2 separate regions of the Xenopus tropicalis genome follow, and region 2 is linked to region 1. A link is a contact called in public Hi-C data. All regions are on one chromosome and are shown on one strand. The core of a region is the stretch at or near the end of the contact, and the rest is flanking DNA. Distances in the headings are between cores, read along the strand shown. Region 1 has its middle 190 kb from the start of bcor. Region 2 has its middle 47 kb from the start of bcor.

Region 1 (7,643 bases), core at 2,085-4,584:
TATTTGTTGTACTATGCTGCCTGCATAATCAAGAGGTAAATCAGTAGGAGGTCTCTTCATACCGTTACCTGCTGCTCTTTTGGGCCCCGGTATGTTTGCTCTGTCCCTTCAGCGCATCCAAAGTGATGCAGGTACAACAGCTAATATAATACAACACTCGTGAGAGCTGATCGTAATTTCCAAACAGTCTCTTTACTGACTTTTCCCAATAAAGAAAATGGACCCTGTGATAGACGACCCCTTGTAAGTCTTCACCTCTCATTAATGTGATGTTAATAGCCTCCGCCTATAAAACTAATCAGTGGTCACAGCGAGCCCCGATGATTCCTGAGGTACAAGTGCACTTGCAGTATTAACATGCTAGCACGGCATGTTTAAATTCGGATCTTTTATGTACTAATTACTATGCTGCTGGAATAACCCGGAGTGCATCGCTACAGTGGTCTCACAGACAGCCCTGTGCTACATACACGCTACCACTATTTCTTTCAGACTTGCTGCGCAGGCATAGCCATTTCGCGAAGCACGCTGATAGCTGTTCCAGCATACACAATGAGCATTTTTATATATATCCCGCTTGGTTCAGCCTCTCTGTTTCTGCACAGAAGCAGATCATAACAATCTGCTGGAATGGGAAGGATGGAAGAGAGGGAGTCAATTAGGCAGCTCTTGAGGGAGAGCAACCTTAGGTTATCAGTCATTCCGAGTGAGTCATTATGTAGGACCTTCTGGGTGTAGTTAGCATATTCAGGTACATCAGTCTGAGGAATGGCTAGGGATTTGTCTGCCACTAGCAAAACAAAGGCTGGGGGAAAAAAGTTCAGGCTGCGAGCTCTTATATGTTAAGGGATATGGTGTATAACGTAGGCTTGGTATATTTGCTATTGCCGTAATTTTCTCCCAGGCACATAATATAGCGCAGAGAAATGCTTCTTGGCAATGAGTCAAAAAGCTTGCGTGCTCAGGGGAATATCAAGCATGGGTTTTAAATAGCCTCTCTCTGCCCGCCTTTCATTCGCTAAAAGGTGATTTCCTTCTCCTCTCCTTGCCCGTTTGAAATGAATCTCGTGAATTGCTAATTATGCCTTTGCGAGCGGCGTTCTAAGACAGTTATGTGAGATGCATGAAGGTCGGGGTATCGCAGAAGCGAATGAGACAGGGAAGAGCGCATCGAGGTCTGCGGCAGATTATGGAGATATTGGACTTCACTTCGAGCCCTTCTTGTCAAGCTATGCCTTAGAAATAATTAGAGTCCCTGTTAATGAGCCTAGGGAAAATGTACCAAAAGAGAAAACTAATTAGTGTTAGATTTTAATATATGGCGGAAAATGCTTTTTTTTTTTTTTTTTACATGACTTACAGATATACCCTAGATTAGGTTTAAATCGCCAACATTGTCAGTAGAGATGTACAAACGGCTGGTGGTTTGCGTGTGTGCAAATAAAGTGATAAATTACAAAAAGAATCAAAACAGGTGCCAAATGGGTGTGCTTGTATGGGGTGAATGATAACTCAATGGAACATAAATACATTATCCAGTGTTACTGTTTAATATGGGCTGCTATCTGCCCATTGTCCCGAAGCCTTTCTGAGCCTAAACATAATAGCAGTTTATAAGCAAAGAAAAACCGCTTAACCTGGGTATGCATAAATGATTTATATTAGCCTGAACATTAGATGTGCATAACATATTTAAACCCACAATGCACCCCCACCCTAGGCTTCAGGCAGGCCATATGGTAGTTCTCGGAGACATTTGGAGTCTCTTGACAGAAAGACGTAGGTCTGTACTGGTTAAACCTCCCTCATTTAATGAGAGCACCTGCAACACGCTGCCTCATATCGTCTTTCATGTCTCCGAACGTTCAATATTGTTATACTGCTTTGCCCTTAGAAGACAGATCTGCTCCTGTGGGTGCTCGTAAGGTGCTAATTATGCTTTTTGCTTTAACAATCGAGCATCATATGGCTCAGCTATTTATGCATTCCTTATCCGCTCTAGTCTCATGCGGTTTATAGGCAGCAGCTTTCCAGAGATCTGAGCAGAATTATAGGATTTGCCTATCTAGATCTCAGCGAGAGAATCGCCATAGCGTGCTTCTCTCCGCTTATTAATTAATTATTGAAGGCACGGACAACATCTAAAATAATTAGAGCAACACATCTAGCCACTTTTAAATAATTACGTCAAGTGAGGGAGGTGGATGTAGCCGCTTCAAGCACCACAGACTGCTGGCTGGCCGCAAGGCCCTACTTTGCCCATAGAGAAAACTAGAGTTCCTCTGCCCTCAGTCACACATCTATTACGCTATCGTGCATTCTGTCTGTTTCATTACACAAAGCGGCGCTCTTTAACATCGGCGCATTCCATTTATTGCAGTGACGGCAAGGGTTAAGCCCCGTAAAGTGAAATGCGCTGATCGGAGGAAGAAAAAATACCGTGTGGGTTGAAAAGGACGTGTTAAATACGTGGAGTGACGGCAATAAAGGGAACAAGGGAGAGAAGGGAATATAAATGAGAGAACGAAGACACAATAACGGAGGCTGGGGTTGAGCTGGCCTTGCTCAAAGCGCAAATAGCGCTAACATTACCAACCACAAACGTACAATGCCATTACTGTGCCTTTTAATCCCATACAATAGGCTGTTAATTAATGTGAATCTATTGATGTCACGTACAAAGATAGATTATAAAGCAGTGAATGCTTTATGTTGCCATAGCTTTTGTGATTCTCTTCTTTGGGAAAAATAAATGCTGATAGACCCATTTACAATACAGCACTGCATTTATAGGCAATATACACAGAATACTCAATCCCACGTTTACATAGAGGTGTCCCTGATAATTCAGCAGTAATGAGCAGTTGCATAAATTAGTGAGATATACAGTAAAGTCCTCCAAGTTGCAACTGCAGCCATGCTGAGCGGCAGATGCATGTCCCCTTTGAAGGGAATTTGTGAGTTAATACCTCCACTATATTTTACATAATGGATATCTATAACATAAAAAAGGCAGAACCAGATTGTTATACATTGGGCCTGGCAGAGAGATCTAGCAATCACTTCATACTTTAACGCCTGCCAGCAAGGTGAAAGGGTTAACAGACAGCAGACGTGCAGCACATATAAATATTTGCAGCGAGGATCCGCTCTCACACTATCGATTCTCTCAGAGCGGAGATTTCAGATCATTGACAGGGTGGTCCAAAGGAAGTCTGTAGGGGCCACTGATGCGTGCAAGAAATTGACAAGACTGATGTCTGCGTTGGGGGAGGGGTGACATGTGTAAGCGGGTTAATGTGCTAAGAAAAAAAGGGGAGGGGGATGCCTCACAGGATGGAGAGTTGATGGACACAGTTGATCTGGTCTTTCGCTGTGTAAGGGTTGTGAGGCTCTCTGGCTGCCCATAATCAAGCGCCCAAGGCGATTAATAGCGAGTAATGAGAAACCCCTCTCCCCTCCCCCTCCTGGCGCTCACGTCTGCTACTTCCACATTACAAGGCTGCGAGGAATCTCAAGTTCCCACTTCTCGGATCACCTATTGTGAAATGGCGTGCATGATCACAGCTCGCTAAGATTCTCAGAGCATCACCCAATATGCTAGGCTGTCACACATGCAGCGCTTCATCTGTTAGAAACCACCACTCCCAGCATCCTCAGCCAGATGCTAGGAGTTCCAGCTCACAACAGCTGTGGGGGCACTTGTTTAGCATACCTGCAGCAATAAATATTTTTGTTACTGTTAGTTAATTTCTATTATAGAATATTTATAAAGGGGCTGTATATAAAAGATAGCAAGGCATACAGAACATCCAGAAGATGGGGAGCTCTCTTCGCTTAAGAACTTACAATCTAGAATGCAAGCTGCTAAAAATAGCACCGTAATCCATTTGCTCTCCTCATTCTCTTTCATTATCCACATTCAGCCGCTGCTGCACCATTTATCCCAGATAGAGTAATTTCCTCTTCTGGCTATTTTTAACCTCTGCCTGCTCTGTTTCCCCTTACAAAAATATTCAAGCACTGTGTTTACAGACAGAGAAATTACACAAGAGAACGAAAAAGTGAGTTTGGCGTTATTCAGCTCTGTGGTCTTCATATTGGAGGTCTCCATTTGTTTCTGAATTACAACAGCTGCCATTGGGATTTTGGTAGCTGGAGAGCCCCCAGGTGAAAGATAACATATTAGCCCCCATATGTAATAAAATGTGCTAAGTTTGCCCAAGAGTAGTAACCAAAAACAACCAATAAGATGTTTGCTTTCAAACAGGTGACCGGTACATTCTGCCTGCTGATTGGTTGCTATGGGTTACTGCTCCTGGGCAAACTTAGTGCCTTGCATTACATAATACTACTACTTATTTGTGGGTGAATGTTGGAAATAAATGGGCTCATATTTCTTCTGCATTTGTCAGCTAAAGAGAATGTAAGTGGAATCTAGACTTGTATGAGAGTGGAGTTTTAGACAGGGAGGGCAGGAGAGAATGATGAATTGACAGAAATTAGTTTAGTTAATGAGATATTATTAGATAATGAGACACTAATGCAGGCAGGTATGTAGGGCCCAGTAAAGTTTTGGGTGCATAAAGCTCAGCATGCAGCACCAAAACTCCCCCCCCCCCACCACCCCTTTCTCATCATCCTTCCCAGGTCCTAGTATAGCATTAGGTTTGTGAATACCTTCTATTTTTAAAAAAACTTGTTATTGCATTTCTTGCATAAGGAAGAACTTAATGGATGTTTCATTCAGTCACAAGAAAATGACATCTTCTAGCATATGCCTTGCAGGCTGTAGAGTCTCAAGGCAGATGTTCACAATGGCAATGCAATTGTTACAATGCTCTTGGCAAGGATAGGTACTAGGATAGGGTTATCACTTAAAGGCATTCCCAGAATGTCATCAGTTATGTACCGATAACCCTTCGGTCTGCTTGCTGGAAATGCTGGTATTTTAAGGACATGATTAATGATGATCTACTTGCAAGCCATTTCACTGAGCAATGATTCAGTCTGAGCTCCGAAACAAACAGATTAGTAGATCTTTCCTGATCCTCCATCTCTTGTTTACTGGCACTCTAGGACAGTTGTTTTCAAGACTTTATAGGTTCAAGCCCCTCATCTTGTTCAGCATTTCATAAGACCCTTGGTAGCTCAGAACAATGTTACAGTTAAATGACTACCTTGCCATAATGGTCTCCCTGTTATAGTTCTAGATATAGCCACAGCAAATAACCCATCACCATGCCCTTACCTCTTTTGGGTAATTTGTGAGAGGGGCAGACTGACACCTTGGCTAAGGGTAACAGATTTTCAGAGTAAAATCTGGGGACACCTTTAAAAGTCTGGTGCAAATTGTGTAAATTTTTACTTAGGTCACATCTACTTTTTGACCAGTCTCCCCCTGAGCAAGCCCACTCAAAGTCACAGCCACAATGTGCGCAGTGCTTTACTAGCCAATGCAAAATAAGCTCCCCTACAGCAGGTATGGTTGTGGGTGTGCCAAAAAAAAGCCACAAAGTTAATTTACTATAATTCCATGCTGACGTGCAACAGCACTAAGGGCCGCAATAGAGCACTTCTAGAGTCTGACTGCACTCTGCACATTGAGGCAGATAAAAGAGCACAGTTGATGGGTGCAGGCCAGCCCTGTCCTTCCCACCTGCACCACGGGGCCCCATTGTGGCGTGTGATTTCTGCAGGTCTGAGGGGGGGGACCTAAACACCCCCCAACTTTTCTTTAACTGCAATTTATTCTTGTTTGTGCTGAACCAACTGTCTTTAATGTACTGGGATGGTGATGGTGTGCAATGTGAAGCCACAGCACAAAAAAGCTCAATGTACATTGGTGATTATGCAGCATTCTTGATAAATGTTTAGCCTCCACACAAAAATTCTGAATACACATTTAAGTCTGATTAATGTTTTGGGGTGTTGGTTGTGGTTGTATTTACTCCTAGTCAGCTGCTCAGTAAAACCATAGGCAAACCTAAAGATTTATTGAACAAAAATAAAAAGTCTTATATCCCTAAATCCCACCTTCTCATTTACTTAGCCTGAAAAGAAATGGCGTGGTATGTGGTATAGTTTACAAAATTACGTGTGAAAAATTTAGAAGGGCAAATTGCACTTGACAAAATGCAAGGGGAATTTCACACTAATTATGTTACTTTTGCTTCTGGTGCCCTTTTCTTTCAGCCAGTAAACATTCTCCCCACCCTAATATGTCAACCAGCCTGTTCTGCAAAATTGGCACATCTTCATCCTGGCCTGAGGAAATGTATCCAGAAAGACTGATTGGAATATCTTTTCCATTGTACAATTCAGACTTTGCTGTTCTATAATAGCTTGGATTATTCAATCACAAGCCTGCTCCTCTTCGCAATCCCACTGACATTTAGGCTGCTCATAAAAAGCATGATTGCAGCCATGGATAATGGTCAAAATGTGCCACATTGTGGCTCTTAAGGGGTGAAGGGTTAAGTCTGGCTAATGAGGCCCCAGTATGGCTCCACAATGGTCTCCTTTATAACCTTTGTTTCTTCAGCATGCTGATTTTTTTTTTCAGACCCATGTTTTATATCAAGCAGTCGTAGATTTGCCTAATGCTTTCAGTGAGGAGGAAGAAAAGGGCATTTTAACTCAGGCTAAATGAGACAGACGTGTAGATGCACCGCAGCTGATCAACATAGGCTAGGGCGACAAGCAGATTGTAAAGCTCAGCCATACAGCAACCTCCTTCATTATGTTAATGCCTGTTTTGTAAATCATTATGATTGCAGGAAGCCTAACAAGATATCGTAGCTAAATATGACGTATGCCTCAGGATTGAATTAACCATCAAATGATTTTCTTAGACCGATTCTGCTGTATGACAAATCCTTTTATATTATCCCTTCAGCAAACAATTTACATAATGCAACAAATATTAAAGTATTGGGTCCTAACCGACATACAAAATTCAAGTGTTTCTTACGGGATAAACAGCATAATTACATTTTCTTAAATGTTTTATTGGAAAAGTAAAAAAAAAAGACAAAATGTGGCCCACAGTAAAAAAATGTTTTTTCATAATGAGTAGAACTGACCCTGTTTTGACATTGATGCATGCTGCTAGGATTATACTTATTGCCGAGTGCTTGAATTTTGTATTAAATGTACCTTGTAGAAAGAGAGACACCTAAGTAAAAATATTTATGTTAGAGGCGTAACTACAGGGCACGGGGCCCAACATGCACTGCACCCCTCCCAGGCCACTGCCACACTCCCAGCCCACCCAATTCCATCACTCACTCCCTGTCACTTACTCTAAAGGAATCAGACCCAGCTGTCCTGCCCCACTGTGACCACTGTGGGGTCTGCTTCCGCTATAGAGTGAGCCATTTTGGGCAGAAGAATAGCTGGTGAATATATAACCAAAAGAGCAGGGCCGCTCCTGCCACATGGGGCAAGGTTACCAGGTTACCAGGGGTGGTAACTTAAGAGACAAATTTTGTTTCTACTATAGTGGAAAGTGCAGATAATGACTAATTCACTCCAATTTAAAAGAGGGGGACACATGAGGACTCCTCAGGTGGCAGCAGCCCTTGGAGAGTACCTCCCTATGTTTATTGGGGGTAACCCCATTGAATGCTCCTGGCTTGTGT
Region 2 (7,643 bases), core at 2,231-4,730, 140 kb after region 1:
AGGACTAGTAATTAGATCACTTTCGGAAACTGCCTGCTATCCAGCCACTATGTCTCAGAATATGAGCGCATCCAAAGCATTTCCTGCAGTGCTTCCACAATAGAACCCACGTATAGCGTAGCTTAGTCAGACAAGGGTGCATCTTACGTCAAACCAATTTCACACAAGGATGCTGGGATTTGTAGGCCAAGTACATCTGGAGCCCTCCTATTTGTCAAAATATTTTACATTGCCCAATTTGTAGTGGGACCGGTGGTAAATGAGTTAACTGTTTAGGCCAGGCAGCTTGATTGCCCCGTGGTGGGGTCAGATCTGTGTTTCCCCATCCCCCTAATGGATTTGGGAGCCCTGTGATTAGACATGCGCGGGGGAGGCCGCTAGGAGAGAGATCCTGACAGCATGAAATATAATTTGTGATCTGGAAGACAGTTTCCAGGATAATCTCATTACGCTCCACAGACTCCCGGTGTTATTCTGTAGAAGGCGGACAATGATCAATTTACATTGACCTGAGGCCGGCCGAGCTTTTAGATGGTAATTGCCACATTGATTTGCATTGCAAAAGGAGGGGGTGCCTGCCAAAATTTAAGACAGAAGCCAAAAGGAATGGTAAGGTTTGGCCATAGGTGCGAGAGTAAGTATCAGGAACGGCTGGCTTCACGGCCAGGAAATCGCTGCTGAATCTGTCCCTATCGATCTGTATAGCAGCCCGTAGTGGCACTGGGTGCCAGTATTCTATGTAGGGGGCAGGTAGGGTTGCTCTGTTTAGTAGTGTTACTTGCTAATCGACGCTTATATTTTGCATGATGGTAATATATGCACAGACATAGATACAAACTTAATAGGGTGTCAGGGAAATTACAAATGCATATATTATTTTAATTAACATGGTTGCGCTGGTTAGAATTTCCTCTCGTTATACCTCTTTCTCGCTCTATTACACCCTCCTTCCGAACAAGGAACGAAACAGTTGGAAAACGCCTTGACTAAGCAGATGATTAGAACCTTTAATGAGTACATGTCAGGACTGTGGCCCACTCGTGATCCGGCGAACCCCTTTTGGGACAAATGAGGCGCTAGGACAGAGCTCTTTGTTCCTCTAGTAACTTTATAGAAGAAAGAACTCAATCCTGGATGTACAAAAGGGGAAGCAATGCTGGCATTGCCTCTGTGTCTGTTAAGGGAAATGATCATCATTGTCCTAGTTCTGTAATGTTGTTGCATTGCACATTGCCATGTTTTTAGAAGTCGGAAGCAGCTGTTCAAGCGCTGTATGTTTTGTCCTATAACCAGGTCAGGCAGGCTGTAAAGGAGGAAAGCCAGCGATGTAACCTTACGTTTCCTCTGGCGGGCATCACAAAGTGCACGGCCATGGGATTTACATAGATATACATTTAATACTCGGCTGCCAGGCCGCCAAGCCCCCAAGCCAACGTTCACAAGTAGCTGTTCTGAACGCGTTCTAATTGCTTTAATGGTTTCGTCAGCGAATCCCATCTGTATGTCTGCATACAGCTAATTTATGGTGGTTTTAGATGAAGTACGATCTAGATAACTCACACTGCCCTGTGGCACACTAATAGCACACTGGGCGTTGCTATCATTTAAGAACGCCACCTAAAACCTATAAATCAGCAGTAAGCCAGCACTAGAAATGTCGCTAAATTCCTACACAGTGTAGCGCCATAATCCGTCCCAAATCTGCCCATTTGTTGCTAATCACTGCTAGCATAAAGACCTTGCGATCATCTCCATAGAGATAATAATATAAAGGACATATTGGTGTTTCGGACAGGAAACCCATTCAGTGGATCTAAAATGATTAATGTGTCCTAAACATCAGTGCTGGAAATTTGGATTAAGAGTTTCTTTGAAATGGCACAGTTGTGTGAGGAATCACTAAGACATGTTGCCCTATGTGAAACTATTTACTTGCATATAAAATGAAATATACATATTTTAAAATAAATGAAAAACTATATTATTACTTTAGACTTTAGTGCCATTACCCTTAGGTTTTGTTAAACTAGCACTACAGCTTCCACTAAGAGCTAAAGTGTATCAGGGCATATTGGGACATGTGTTCAGTTGTAGATGGAGAGCTGCCTGTTGGATTATATATAATTATGCCCCACATTGAGAGATTAGCTCTGCCAATAAAGACAAACACTGAAGTATAAGATTACATGGTAACGACTTTCATGGCACCAAAAAAGTTGGCAACAACTTTACTCATAGACGAGCCCTGGTTATTTTTCTCATAGGGATTTGAGTATGGAAGGCGCTGAGCTATTTGTTAGACGGTAGTTAAGGGTGAAGACACACTGGGTTACTAGTAGCAGCTACTTTTTCAAGGCTACTAAATGCCAAAAAATACACTGCCATAGACGATACTGAGATTTGCTTTAGCTAAAACACAGGTTGAGACAATTATCTGTAAGTTATCAGCATTGTCTATTTTAGTAGCCATGACAAGTAGCTGCTACTACTAGCTCTGTGTGCCTTCACCCTAAGGAATTGCATTGGAGTTGTTTGCCTGCAGTAGCTGGAGAGCCACAGGTTGGGAATAATAAGTGAGGAGATATTCATGCAAACCCAGTGTTGGACTGGGATGGCAGGGGCCCACCAGAAAACCCTGGACCATGGGCTCACTCTCAAAACTTTAATTCCTCTTCTACTCCCTCAAACTCTTTATTATAGTAGTCTCTTTTTCTCTACATACTCTATTCTTCCATCTATCAAGCTTCCCTGTTCCCATGCAGAAATAGGGAATAACCATGAAATAGGCTAAAGGAAGAGGGTCCACTGACACCTGGGCCCACCGGAAGTTTTCCTGGTATCCTGGTGGGCCAGTCCGACACTGTGGTAACTGAAGAATCGCGGACATAGTGTCCTGGGTCTGGCGATTTAGCACATTCTGGCTCCACACAAGGTCGTATAGCACTAAGCTCTGTTATGGACAGAAATCAATCATGCACTGAGAGGGGTGCCAGTGTGAACAATGATCAAGGGCTCAGTAAAAATATTACCTCCCCCAGGGAGGGAATATGGAGGTTGGTTGGGTAATAAGATAAGGCAAGGCATAACAACTGTTGAGAAGAAAGGCTTAATACATTGGCAACCGATAGAGGCGACTAGATTAGGCCGATATAGCACAACATGATTTGACTGGACAGGGTGTGGGCAGTTTACTTATGAGTGGAGGCAAGTTGTCGGGGGATTATGGTTGTGGAGATGAGCTAAGCTGGTTTACTGGTGAGGAAAGAAAGGCATGGGCATGGAGGCAAAAGAAGTAAGAGACATGGTACAGTATAAGCATAGGATGCCGACTACGCACTGAGACGGGCTATGGTAAAACCTTGGTTGGGATCAGATTACATCTTGAGCATCCGCGGGAGAATTAACATTTGATTGAAGTTACACTTGGTAGTGACTTCCCTGGGGACGGCAGCTTTGGAAATACTAGAGCTCTCTCTTTCCCTCCCCCAAAAGGCTTTGTGCTGTGCGAGGCACGGATCGCTGAGCCACACAGGAATGCCTTGCTGTCTGTGCTGACAGTGTTTTGTTAGCTTTCCCCATGCAGCCTGAATTATGGCTCCCCTTTCAAAACAAACTGCAGGAGGCTAGAAATCTTGGGATTGGAAGGGTTATTGCGCCAGCCAATAGAGGCCCTTTAACACGCCACTGATAAGAGCCCAGTATTATAATTCTGGGGAGACGCACGCCTAGCTGTTTTTGTTCATTGTATACAGAATTAGCCGGGGCTTTGCTTATTAATTTGGGGGTGGGGGTTAGGCTACCTAGCTCTGTGCTGTGCTGTGCAATTTGCAAATATAAGCCTTGTTTGGGGATGGAGAGTACTGCACATACAGACATAGAGCAAAGAAACACATTCATATTTTATGGATCACAGATAAGGAGGGCTGATATATGGAACCTATAAATGTGAAGAAATTGTATTATTTTTTATATTTACTGGTAGCTTAGAAGGGACTTGCATCCTATTGCAGTACTGGATATCAAACCATTAAACTGTTATGTAAAAAAAAATATTGTATGGGCTGAGAGCTCCTCTGACTGGTAGATCTTGCATCCTTATGGTATATATTTGCTCTTGATTCCATTGGCACTACATGCAAGCTAATGTTACCCATATATAATTTCCATAGTTAAAGGGTAGCTTATTAGCCTTAGAAGCTTTGAGGATCCACTGGGCATTAAGATGGGGTGATTTATTATATTTAAGCAAGGAGGGCCCACATTGCCTTGTCCTGGGGCCTTCTAGTTTCTATCCCTTATTAATGTTTCTCTATGCTACTAACCTGATTTCAGTGTTAATAGCTGTAGGAAAGCATAGATAAACCATAAAATGATAGCAGTATTGCACCAGTGTTTAACATTTAGGAAAAGGGCATGTTGCTGTCACATACACTAAGCATTGCGTTTACAGTATTAATTCTGTTTTTTAGCTGCTGTATATTACTGGGACCAATCGGCCAATAACAGGTATAGGTTTTAGGTTAGGCAGCAATGATGCAGTGTTATGATGTCATTTTACTTTGCTCTACCCAGTATTACACACAATACCTCTGGTTTGGAACAGGTTAAAATTTGTGTACATAAATTCTTAAACTTTATTTGGTGCTTCAGGGTCAATTGTAATTAAAATTAAGATGAAGGGCTTGCACTGAGCACTTCACAAAGTCTTAAAACCCTAATGCTCAAACCATATCTGAGGAAAAACTGCTGATAAGCCTGGAATCAGCCCTCTCACTGCTGTAATAGGAGTGCTCACTGCATCTCAATCACTTCCTATGTATCATGTCTTCTGCCAGCTCTGACATAGCGATGGTGACATCAAGATTGTCACTATGGCCTGCTCTATAGAATTGATGGAAGGTGTCCCACTCTATTTAAGACAGACAGGAAAATAAATCTACCCTTATAGAAAAGATACTGGGCATACTTAAAGCTGTGTTAATTGCCTCTGGAGCCTTTGGGGTTCTGAGAATGCTCGAAGTTGTAATTCAGTACACTATGGGGCTGATTTACTAACCCACGAATCCGACCCGAATTGGAAAAGTTCCGACTTGAAAACGAACATTTTGCGACTTTTTCGTATGTTTTGCGATTTTTTCGGATTCTGTACGAATTTTTCGCGTAAGTTTTAACGCTACGAAAAATGCACAACTTTTTACGCAACTTTCGTAATGGATAGGAAAACTCGCGTTTTTACGCAAAAATCGTATTGGTAACGAAAAATTCGTAAAGAATCCGAAAAAATCGCAAAATACCGATCATTACGAAAAAAACGCAATCGGACTCCATTCGACCCGTTCGTGGGTAAGTAAATCAGCCCCTATATGTGAAATAGTCTGACAGTGCTCCATTTCCTTTTTATGTATTTAATATATCTGGTTCCTGTATAAACAAGTACACACATACGTAAAGGTGGCCACGATCGTTCCCACCCTCCACAAACGTTCAGAAACAATAGGAATTCTACCTCTTTCTGACGATGTAGCCCTAAACGTAGATTTTGCTCGGGCGCCCAATCAAAATCCTTTAACCTGGGTGATTGACGAGTCGACTGATAAATTTATGCACTCGGGGTAGGCCGTCGGGTGGGGGGCCTTGCAAGGGGGGTTAGGGGACACCTGCAGGGCCCTTGGGGCGGGAGCCCCGGTGGGCCCTTCAACCCCCAGTCCGACCCTAAATAGAGAAGTGGATCAACTACTATATGCTTCTGTGTGTAGCTTTACTGCACAGCATCAGCCTTAGTCCAGCTACACAGAACAGACATTGGACGGAAAATGCATTCTTTCGCATTTTTTTCGGGCTGATTTCTGCTCTGTGTAGCTGCACTCAGACTAACGCTATGCTGTCAGTCTAGCTACACACAAGAGTTTAGAGGAGGTGATTCACTTCTTTCCACCTGCCTAGAAAACTCACAAGGAGAGAAGCGAACCGTACACCCAGTGTGCCCTCATGTTTTGCTGCTTGGGTATTCAGAGATAGATAGGGATACATAAGTTCAGTATGATTAAACACTAGACTTAAATCATTGCCCTGTCACAATGGCTTAGGACAATGTTGAGCAACCTTCTGCATGCTTGAGGGACATATTTTATTATAATTATGGTATCTTATAAAAAAGGCTTAGGGGCAGAAAATGTGAGATTACAAAAATATTCACCCACTAATGCATATTTGTTAATGATAAATATGCTTCTAAAAATCCAATAGCAATGAATTGAAAGTGCGTTAATTTTTTTTTAGTGAGCTCTTATCTCCGTTTCATAAATCTGTCTTAGGGCTCTGGCACACGGGGGAGATTAGTCGCCCGCGATTTAACTCCCTGTTCGCGGGCGACTAATCTCCCCGAGTTGCCTACCCCTGCCATCCCACCGGCGAACATGTAAGTCGCCGGCGGGATGGCAGACGCGGCGGCGCGATTTTGCGCAAATTGCCGAAAAAGACTCGCGAGTCTTTTTCGGCGATTCCCTGAAATTGCCCCACCGCGTCTGCCATCCCGCCGGCGACTTACATGTTCGCCGGTGGGATGGCAGGGGTAGGCAACTCGGGGAGATTAGTCGCCCGCGAACAGGGAGTTTTATCGCGGGCGACTAATCTCCCCCGTGTGCCAGAGCCCTTAGAGATTTTGAGCACCCTGTGGCCAGATAAATACCTAAATGACCAAATGCAGGTGTCCATTTGTGAGACATTCCTAACCAATCAGCCTACAAAAACCAAAGAGCTGTCTGTTTCTTGATTTTTCTTGATGCATTTATTTACTACTTAAATAACCTTCTTTTTAAAAAAACTTTGCTGGTACTGCACGGTGGTTCCATGCCCTACTGCATGCTTTTCCAGGCTGTACAGGAGAGCTTTCACTTATAGGGTGCCAGACAATCAGCAGGGAATAACAAGAGACAGCAGTTTATCTTCTGTTTGTGAAGGCAGAGCTGTGATAAGCTCCAGATTCTACTGTGTTTCTGGTGGGGAGGACTATTTGTAAAACCCCACATGTATTTGTAGTAGAGACAAGGACCAGACAATCTATAGGATCTTCCAATAAATGTGTAATTTGTTAAGGTAATTTATCCTTTTTAGCCCAGATTAAAGAGGATATATTGGGTAAAAAAAACAAGCTTCCAGTGTATTATAGAGAAGGAATTTGCTTAAAAAAATGTTTTGGGCTGATGTATTGAAAATTTCTCCGAGAACCCTATTAGTCCCACCCATCTTTTCCACTTCTTGCTTCCTCCTTTCTCAGGCTGTGGAGGGGAGCAGAGCACTCGGCACAGTGCACTGTAGGATAAGAACCAATCAGCAGCTATGCTGACCTGATAGGGAACTGAAGTCTGTCAAACATGGACAGGGAGCTACAAAAAGGGGTTGTTTTTCAAATGATAATGTTTTAGCCCATACTGGAAGCTAACACAAATATTTTTATTTATTGCCTACAAGATTAGGGGGTTTGCACTTATGTTTCCTTCAATAGCAGGTACCATATATTATCATTTGTTATTAGGATAGCTCTATGTTTATCCCAGATTTACATTTTTTATTTTTCATCTCAACTACCTTCACAGAAAGTCACTTTTTGTGATTTAGGTGATATGCTATGCCAACAATACTGA

The links. A called contact is a pair of places that touch in the nucleus more often than the background predicts.
Region 2: a Hi-C map of neurula embryo shows a contact between it and region 1, with 1.8 times the contacts expected there. The contact joins two enhancer-like sites. A contact is called at or near these places in 3 of 5 Hi-C or Micro-C datasets (brain, gastrula embryo and neurula embryo).

The regions. Positions count from the first base shown.
Region 1 is chr2:57,184,932-57,192,574 of UCB_Xtro_10.0, forward strand. No RefSeq gene overlaps it. Among named protein-coding and RNA genes, the nearest start is that of bcor, 190 kb to the right of the region's middle. Within about 2 kb of position 3,335, at least 3 of the 11 cell types and tissues checked have an H3K27ac peak or open chromatin away from gene starts, as enhancers often do. A contact at or near this core is called in neurula embryo, where this site is marked.
Region 2 is chr2:57,324,346-57,331,988 of UCB_Xtro_10.0, forward strand. It overlaps a transcript of bcor not described here. Among named protein-coding and RNA genes, the nearest start is that of bcor, 47 kb to the right of the region's middle. Within about 2 kb of position 3,481, at least 3 of the 11 cell types and tissues checked have an H3K27ac peak or open chromatin away from gene starts, as enhancers often do. A contact at or near this core is called in neurula embryo, where this site is marked.